2 separate regions of the Drosophila melanogaster genome follow, and region 2 is linked to region 1. The links are chromatin contacts, called in public Hi-C maps. All regions are on one chromosome and are shown on one strand. Each heading gives the region's core, a stretch centred on a gene start, on an enhancer-like site or on the middle of the called end of the contact. The rest is flanking DNA. Distances are from core to core; before and after follow the strand shown. Region 1 holds the start of CG15196. Region 2 holds the start of Evi5 (Ecotropic viral integration site 5).

The links. A called contact is a pair of places that touch in the nucleus more often than the background predicts.
Region 2: a contact with region 1 is called in a Hi-C map of the Kc167 cell line, with 2.2 times the contacts expected there. The contact joins the promoter of Evi5 here to the promoter of CG15196 in region 1. A contact is called at or near these places in 1 of 1 datasets of contacts at CTCF or cohesin (the Kc167 cell line), 21 of 107 Hi-C or Micro-C datasets (the Kc167 cell line, cellular blastoderm embryo, embryo and 5 more) and 1 of 6 datasets of contacts at active chromatin or transcription factors (the Kc167 cell line).

Annotation. Positions count from the first base shown.
Region 1 is chrX:11,407,413-11,412,141 of dm6, forward strand. It overlaps CG15196, which reads left to right and starts at 2,535. Exons shown (of 3, transcript NM_132487.2): 1 at 2,535-2,717; 2 at 2,787-2,981; 3 at 3,047-4,255. The coding sequence starts at 2,642. The coding sequence ends at 4,113. dlg1 (discs large 1) reads left to right here. Exons shown (of 18, transcript NM_001103486.3): 18 at 1-2,364. Gr10b (Gustatory receptor 10b) reads right to left here. Exons shown (of 3, transcript NM_078566.4): 3 at 4,371-4,658. The coding sequence ends at 4,500.
Region 2 is chrX:11,451,915-11,456,643 of dm6, forward strand. Evi5 (Ecotropic viral integration site 5) reads right to left here and starts at 2,424. Exons shown (of 9, transcript NM_167285.4): 1 at 1,882-2,424. HP5 (Heterochromatin protein 5) reads left to right here and starts at 2,872. Exons shown (of 4, transcript NM_132490.3): 1 at 2,872-3,277; 2 at 3,368-4,573. The coding sequence starts at 3,163.

The DNA of each region.
Region 1 (4,729 bases), core at 1,285-3,784:
TAAAAGCAACACAAAATTAAAACAAACAAGAACGATATATAAAACGTATAAACACTAGTAACTAGCGGAAAAGTTGCATATAGAACCACGGAAATTCATTCACACAACCACTTACTATACTATATCTGTACCATTTAGCCCATAGTCCGCAGAAGATCGTCGAAACAAAGTCATTTTACTATATAAACAAAACATCCGCATAATAATGTAAACTACGACAGAAATTGATTGGAAAAAAGGAGAAATTGAATTTGTTGTCGCGTTGATTTAAACCTATATAATGAGTAAAATATTGTATATTTAACAATCTATAAAACAAATATAGTATGTAGATAATACACACAAACACACGAACCCATAAATAACACACACACACACACACACACAAATGGACTACCGTTGCGGTCTAATTTTATACACACCAGACAAATCGAATTGCAAATAAATAAATAATTAAGAAAGTGACAATGGAGAAGCAGAGCTGGAGATGAGATCAACTCAAACTAGATAACTATACATATATTTGCTGATTAATTTATGTAAACCAATATACGATTTATAGCCAACGCACAGAAAATGAAAAACAAAAAAAAGCAATACATACGAAATTTGTTCGAAAAAATTTAGCTAAATTCAAGTTGAGTGTTAACATTATAATTCATGCGAATATGCATATATTCAATTTTTTTTTTTAACTCTCCATCTCTCCTGCTCGCCATTATACGAACTACTTAAAACATTTTTTTTTAATTAAATTTTTTGTATATTGCAAAAACGTCGACGACGCCACAGCAGCAGCAGCTATGGATATTATTTCAAAAATATATACATATAACTATTATACGAATAAAGAGAAAACAAATTCATTATAATTTTCACAATGTATGCGCCGAGAGCATTGTTATATTTAATAAACAACCTAAAACAAAAAGGACAAACAATGGAAAACAAAATAAAAACTATGCGAATAATTTCCACTCTAAACAAAATGCAAAACAAAGCAAAACAAAAAAAAAAAAAAACGAAGAAGCTGAGGAACTCTAAGTGTAATAAACTAATTAAAAATCGAACTTCTTAATCAATTTGATACATCCAACTAGCATACGGAAAGCATTGCATTAACTAACATTAAACGATGTGCAGAGGAGTTAACTATAGATAACCGCTTAAACAGGGTGACTATTCGTAGCAAGTGATTTTTTTTCGCTCAAACAAAAATACTTAAATCACTGGTTAAGGCCCTATTTTCCATGCGGTTCTTCCGAAAGCGAGGCAGCCAGTGAACGAAAAAACCTATACCAAATTCAAATCACTTTTCCAACTAGCCTTAGATTTTACTAACAAACATGAAACCCTCGAGAACTAACTATCAAGCAATTATCAACTAGATAAAGAAAATATATATTTAAATTAGAGGCCCCAGGAGCGGCTGAGAAGGGCGACTTTCTTTTCTCAAAAAAACATAAAAAAAAAAAACGCAAAAATAAGTATGATACAAAATGTATAACCCTTTCGTCCCAGATGATATATATATATATATATATATATATATGTATGTATATCCTATCCACTACACACACGCGCGCGCATACAAAGCATGGGAAAGCGTTTCATCAAAATTGTGCCTTTTCTTTTTGTTGTTGTTGTTGTCGAATCGAATCGAATCGAATTTCGATGAAAATATACACACACATAGACACATGTACGGGCAGCTTTCGTATGGTTTCCGCTCACACTTATGTACATCCCGTTTACATCACATTTACATCCTGACCCACTGCCACCACCCCCATGGAAACAAAAAACAAGGAAATGGTTTTTTGCTAGTCATACATACACCCACGAGAAACTAGGAAAAAGAAAAAGAAGAAGAAGAAGGAATCTTTAGCCTTAGCGATCAGTAAAGAAAGTAAATCAAATTCAATTTCGTTGAAGTTCGCGATCAGATCGGCAGTAGAGCTATATATGCTATACATATATACATATACGATAGTGCTAAAACCAAAACGGAAATCGATGGATAGTAATGAGTTTAAGAATTGGGTTGATATAAATGAATATATGGGCAAAAAAAAAAAACACACAAGTACACCCAACATATGTACAATACTCTCATGTTCATGTGCGAGATACAAATTGGAGACCCCATTCGGCCTCAAAATGCGTTTTCATTATGTATTATGTCAAATGTAATTTGTTCATCAGCGGATGAAACACTCGCCCACACTCAAAAAAAAAAAAAAAACACACTCGAAATAAACCGTAATAAAAATACGTAATCATATGCCTGGCATTTTCATTATTTAGTTATCATGTACTTAATTTTTTAGATTTTAGCCGATTGACGAGAAGTGTATTCACTTTTTTGTAGCATACTTTTCAGGTTGCAGCTGAATCTCATTGTGTGTTTGGCTATTATTTTCTTTGTATTATGAAAGTATATAATAAAATCGATCAAGAAATATTAAAAAAATTTGTACAGTTTATCTGGGCAGGCTTCATATCTAATGTCGTTTTCTTTAGATTTGCCTTCCAAATTATGTAATGGGCTCGACTAAACGAACGCCATCGTGAAATTCGGTCTCAAAATTCGCATTCCGTTCTCCTTTTTTACCTTTTTGCGTTTCAGTTACAGTTGGCAATGGCCCATACCATCAAGTTGGACTGGATTAGGAGGATCCTGAATCTTTGCGGCTCTCGACAATGTCGCCTAATGCGTAGGGTTCATTTGGTTGTTTACTTTTTATGTAGAATATTTCACAAAGGTTGTACCTAATCCTCACCAGATGATGATGCTGAGGCGCGGATCCGCACGCAGAGTCCCTGGAGACACCTGATGCGATTGACCAGGAATAACTCGAGCAGTACTTCCGGTGGCAATGAACCCCGCAGACAGGACCCAAATAAACCGAAGCCGAATAGCAAGCAAATCTCATACACCGAACGGCAAACACCTTTTAGGATCAACACACATCCAAATGGTAGGTTTTCAAAAGATCTAAATTGATTGAAATTGGTAATATAATATACATTAAAAATATGGTAGCTTACCTAGTAGGTATGCATCCTTTGGTCAGAGAGCGGGACAAAAGGACGAAGAGGCATAAGCGACGCCTTCCATTTGAAAAGTCAGCAACATTGAGGTTACACAATGCGCAGCGAAGAGAGGAGCAGCTGGCGAGGACCATGCTATCCCAGGATTGCAGTGGCCCTCACTCATCCAGCCATACCGCCATACCGCTTAAGATTCTTCAAATGACGCAAAGGGATCGTATGATGTCCTCGCAGCTGGTAATTGATGCGATGAGGACCAGGAATATGGAGAGAATGGTGCGCAAATCGGAGGCCAGGATGTTGAACGAGCGGGTCAAGAAGCTCCTGGAGAAACAGAAAGAATCAAAGTTAGAAGGGAAGAAGCAGCAGTCGGATGATGACTCCACTGTTCCCGATCCAAAGATCATGGGGCCGGAACAGCGGCCACTGGAGGTCCAGGCGGTGGTGCAATTGCTAAAGAAGGCCATTTCCCTGGTCCATTTCGGTCACGAGAATCCCCCGAAGGTGGTGAAGGATGTAAGGATCTCCAGGATGCAGACCAAACTGGACATAGATGGCCTGCATCCTTGCGGCAGCTCCATTGATTCCTTTGCCAACACTGACAGCCCGCAGTCATCCAAAGCCTATCACATGCGCATTCGCTGCACCAAGAGTCCAATATCGGAAATCCAAATCAAATCCAACTCTCAGCAAATAGCCGTCAGTCTGATGAAGGAGGAGCAGAGGCGCCTGGATCGATTGAGAGCGGAAAAGGTGCAATTAATCGGGTGTAACGATAGCACAAAACTGGGTTTCATAAACAGGAATGAAGGTGATGGCAGGTCGGCAAACTCCACAAATCCTGCCACTTCATCCAAGCCAACAGATTTGAACATGAACTCCTTAATTGTCGATCCCAAATCTTTTCTCACAAAGGTGCTCGATAAGAAGGAAGTTCTGTCGGTTGATCAGGTTAATAATAATAATTTCGTAGAAAATCCAGATGTCTTCTCAAAGGCACTGAAAAGGAAACCAGCGACCAAGTCCAATAGAGGACCTGCTAAACACTTGCCACAATGAAATCGCATGCTTCAAACTATTCTTTTTATATATCCAAAAAAGAACCTGTTAAGAATTACAGATATTAATAACGTTTGTTTAAATTAAATTAATTTGAAAATTGATTCCCTTTGGTTTGGAAAATGCAATAAAATTAAAAATGAAAAATAACAATGATTGGACTTTATTTCGTAATTAATTTAATTAATTAATTCATACGTTTATGCTTAGCTCAATACCTTTAGGTTTCACCGTCTTTTGTACAATGAATCTATAAGCTGCGAGTTTTGTTTTCATTCCACCAGAGATCCAATCCTCTAGATTATCTTAGTAATTAACTTAAGTGAAGCAAGCTGCTGATTAAGTGCCGATTGCACCACGGTAATAATTTCTTTGGAATGCTTAAATTAGCCTGGTATATATCCAATCTGAATGATTATAATGCCATAGGACAAACTGCAGCTGATCAAAGCGAATGCGCATCGCATATCCATTCGAAACATGCCCAAAACATTGTTTTCCGGCGATGATCGTGTAATAGCTCGTCTTAAAGCGGACATTTCCCACTAGAAAGTTAATAACTTTAATTAACCAATTTGAATTATATTTTTCTAGCTCGGAAAAAGATTTGTATTTA
Region 2 (4,729 bases), core at 1,174-3,673, 44 kb after region 1:
GGTTGCGCGAAAACGTGTTGGCAAGCGCTTGGTATGATCCGTTAAAAAATATGTATACATACATAAATACAAAATAAACGCCGATAGGGAAACAGACTCAAGTGCAAATTATTTTTGACATATATTTTTTGCGGCTTTGCGGCGAAGGTCGAAAGCTCGCGCGATCGAAATGGGCAACATAATAAGCAGCAACAAACAACCGCCAAAATATCATAAAACAATGCAAATAATGAAACATGGCGAAAACACTTGAGCAGATAGTTGAAAAACCCGCTAAACGCAAAAAGAATTCCGTTTGAAATAACCCAAAAAAAGTATCTTGACTTTTGTTATTTATCTTTTTTTTATATATGTATATGTTTTTTTTTTGTTGGCCAGAGAAGGCAGAATGAAGGCTATCCTGCCCCAACCTTCTCCAGATAATGACGGATGATACACCAACACACCCACGAGCTCTGCAAATTTATGATCATAATTAACATGACGATGACTTTCTGCTCTATGTGCTCCACTAGTTTTAATGCTCGTGATTTAAATAAATAGCACAACTGAAATTTGAATAAGCACGCAACAATCCCCACGCACAAAAAAAAAAAAACAAAAACAAAAGACTTGAGTGCGATGGGTCGGGTACAGCAGAGGTCAAAGGACTATGGCTGCATTTCCAAAGCAAAGTAAAGTATAAAGTAACTGAGCACTTGTCTGCCTTTGGGCATCTTTAAGATCTCGATATAATTTAGCAGAAAGCCCTCAGTTGCACGTATATGTAATCTACATACGGATACAAAGCTTATCACGACCGGCAGATAAACAAGAGTTCAGCAATCTTTTAGCTAGTTTCGACGAAATTCGCTGCAGCCAGTTTGTTTTTAATGCAATGAAAGCGTTAAATTAACTGTATTCATATTAAACAAACAACAATGAAGCTTAATAAGCTAGCAATTTACTATTTTTAATGCTAGTTTTTTCACCCCCACTGTTCGTTGCGTCTACGTAGGCCATGTGCAAGGTGGCAACGCTGCTTGCAAGGTGTCGCCGAGTTGGCAATGCGCAGGCGCAGAGCGGGCTAGAGCGAGATGGAGAGATGCACAGTGAAAATTGGAGAACAAGATTAGATGTTATTTTTAAATATTACTAAGCCATTGGTCGTAATTAATGGTTTACAGAAGAGTGGACGTAGAGTCATTATTCTTCGATTTCCATTTCCATTTTATAACTGGCAAATAGTTTTTCCCTCCCTCGATTGCTGAATTTTCCCACTGTGCGTTGGGCCCACGAAAAGTGGGTGGAAAGCAAAGGAAAGGAGAGCAAGACAAGGTTACAACAGAGCAGGAACAACAACAACAACTAGTGGCAGGAGCAGCTGATGCGGTGGGAGTGGAAGAGCAAAGCGAATTGGGAAAGAGGAATTGGGAAAGGGAAGCGGGCAATGGGAAATGAGCAATGGGAATGGCAATAGGAATGGAAATGGAAAAGGAAGTAAGAGCAGGGCTGCCCTGTTGTCATTGTTGTTGTTGTTGCTCAGCGAAGCTGCAAAGAACGATGATGAACGATGATGAATGATGATGGACAATGAGCGATGAACAATGGACAATGGACGCTTTTAATTACATTAATGCGCGAAATTTAAGCATACAAAATTAGTTGTACCCGATTTTCTTTTGCTGCTTCGCTAATTTGTAAAAAAAAAAAGGTAGCAACAGACACACACACGCGAGCATAAACCCACACAGACAGCGAAAGAAAGTTTCTGTATTTTTTCCCACTCCACTTTTTTCGTTGATAATGTTTACACACACACATTGAGTTTTTTTACGGAAGAAGTAAAGATGATGAAGAAGAACGACACATAAAATATAAATAAAGATGCTGGAACCTCACCTTTGCTGCTGCTTCTTCGGCCACTGTAAATGAACCGTTAGGCTGGAACAGGGGGTGGTGGTGGTTGCGTTAGTGCGCTGCTGCTGTTGTTGTTGCTGTTGCGGCAGCAACAAATTGCCGTTGTTTATCGTTTTTTTTTTATCCGCGTTTCGTTTTCAATCAGCTAGACTTTTCCACATTCGACGAACTCAATATGTCGCGATCAACTCGTATCCGATCGAGAATCGTTTGCATTAACTTTATAATACACGATTATTTTGACGACACTACCGAACTTTTTGCTGCTGTAAACGTCACACAAACACACACACACACACACGCACAGGCAATTGCACACACCTCAGCAGCAGCAATTTTTTCTCTCGCCCTCTCTCCCTATGCTGTTCTGTATGACTTTATTTTTATTTAAATACTAGTACTTTTTTTAAAAGGACTACTTTAATTCAATCACTCGTTATACATCGACCGAATATTGCACTGGAAAAAAATACAGCGTTCGTTCGACGACGGTGAATTCACGAATGTTTTTTTTCGCCCACTGGCGGTGTGACCGTCGCGCAAAAGCTGAAGTAAGCCGCTAAATAAGTATTACCATATACTAAAATTCTCTGAAGCGCAGATAGCTGATAACCGATAGAAAAGTTTCTACTGCATTATCGATTATTTGAATAATACCAAAAATACCAATGATAGCTGTTTAGCACAGACTCAAACCTGTACAGTGGGCTGCAAGTGCTGTTATTACATGTTTGTAAATGATTTTGAAACATTCAACCATATGAGATAAGTATGAATCTTAATGGAGTTATGTTGCTCAGAGTAATAAGTTGTTGTTCAGCATTCCATTGATGAAAAGTGTCCATAAGATCTTTGTCGTTTAATGATAGGAAATAGGCTATTTGTTGATAAATTTAAAATACATTTTGTGGTTAATGATTGTTGGCGACATAAATAACCCATAAAAATGCGCCGAGGCGGTGAAATATTTTCGCGGTATCTGCGCACGGGCACACCAGCTAGATGGCGTCTTTAGGAGTGTGTAAAATTAATCAGGAAAGTTACCTGAATGCAAACGCGATTTTAAAAGTCGCATCTGCTGATTAAGTGGGCAAATCGAGTGCTCCTCGCGCCACAATTAGTCCGTGGTACAGTGGCCTCACTAATTGCGCAAAACACACATCTGTAAGCGCATATTAACCGTATATTTTAAAGCGGTAAATCTGCGCTCTTTGCTAATTTTCATTTTCGTGGGAAAATCGCAAAGGGCTGAAACCTGCGATAATGGATATTTTTGATATGGTCAAAGCGGCGCCGCCGCCGCAAACTATTAATCCGGTGGACACCAAGCTCTCCACTCCGTCGCCCATACCGCCCGATTCGCCAATCGACGTAAATGGTAAATTGAGCATAATTTTGTTTGCCTGCAAATTGGCTGGCAATCCTAGAAGTTTAATAACCTCCAATCGTTTTTTCCATTTTCTGTCAGACCTCCTGGAGAGTGGAAACCAATTGGACGAGAATGACTTGCGCATGTCGAGAAAATCAAAGAATGTCGAACAGTGCAGCATTGATCTGTTTGATTCGGAAACATCATTCGACCATCTCGACGAGTCATTGGCCAAGAGGAAGCGTAAGAGCGTGGCTAACTCAAAACCAAACAAAAGCAGGAAATCCACTGTCTCTGCATCGACGCCGCACAACAAGAGGCCAAAAGTGTCCATTGACGACGACGGCGAGGCCATCGAGGAGGACCAGCAATCGATGGTGGTCGTTCCCACCAAGACGAAGGCTCAGCAAAAGATGTTCAGCGATCAGCAGTCGCCGAATGTTAAAAGAAAGGTGCGGGTGCTATTACGTCGCCTGAAACAGACAGAAATCGATTCGGCCGTCGAATCTTTGGCCAATTCATCATTTATCAATGTGCCCGAGATCGTTAACCAGAGCGGTACTAGTGGCCGTAGCAGGCACAAAAAGAGAAAAACGTCACCTAAGAAACAAAAGTCATCAACAGCGCAGACCAATTTCCACATCAAAGTTCCTTTGCAGAATGGCGCCAAAAAGCGTGCTCTGAACCACTCGTTGCGCGCTCATACACCGCCGCCCAGTTTGGCCAAGAGTTCTGAAAGCACACACTCCGCACTGAAGCGAAGTCCCAAGCCCAAGATCAAGGCGAAGAGATTATCCAGTCGCGGACGCAACACCGATCCGGATTTGGTTAAGCGTTATGGCGCGCATTTCTTTGGCTGTGTGGTGAAGGTGAGGAGGACGCGTTTACCAAGTGCCAAGTGGCCTGACTGCAAACCGCCTCCCATTGGCGACGGAGTTGTCAGGAAGGTGTATCCCAAGAAGGCGGTATCCTTCAGCGAGGCCGTCGAGATTCTGGGCAGCCCCGGGGGTCCATCACGTCGGTCTACTTTCGGTTCGCTTTCATCGAGAGGAGCTCCGAAACCGACACGACTGCAGCGTGTGGATGCCACTGGCAATGTGCTGGAGGACATAGCACTGACCTCCACGCCGCTCTTCTCGTCATCTTCTGGAGGCTCGCGCGAGCGGGTTAGGCGCCGCTCATGCAACGGTACGCCTGTGGTCGGAAGGCTCAAGTTACGCAGGTTGGGCCGCCTAAGCATAGACAACAGCTCCTCCAGGTCTGATGGAGGTGGAGATAATGATGATGACGATGAGGAGTATATAGGTAGGAGGATGCACTTATTAAACTGACATCAAACTCGATGTAATCGCATTAATCATGTCTCATTTTGTATTAAATGATTTCGTTATTTTTATGACAGGATTTGACCAAATCAAATTAAAGAAGAATTGAGCTAAAACTAATGCAATTCTCTCCATT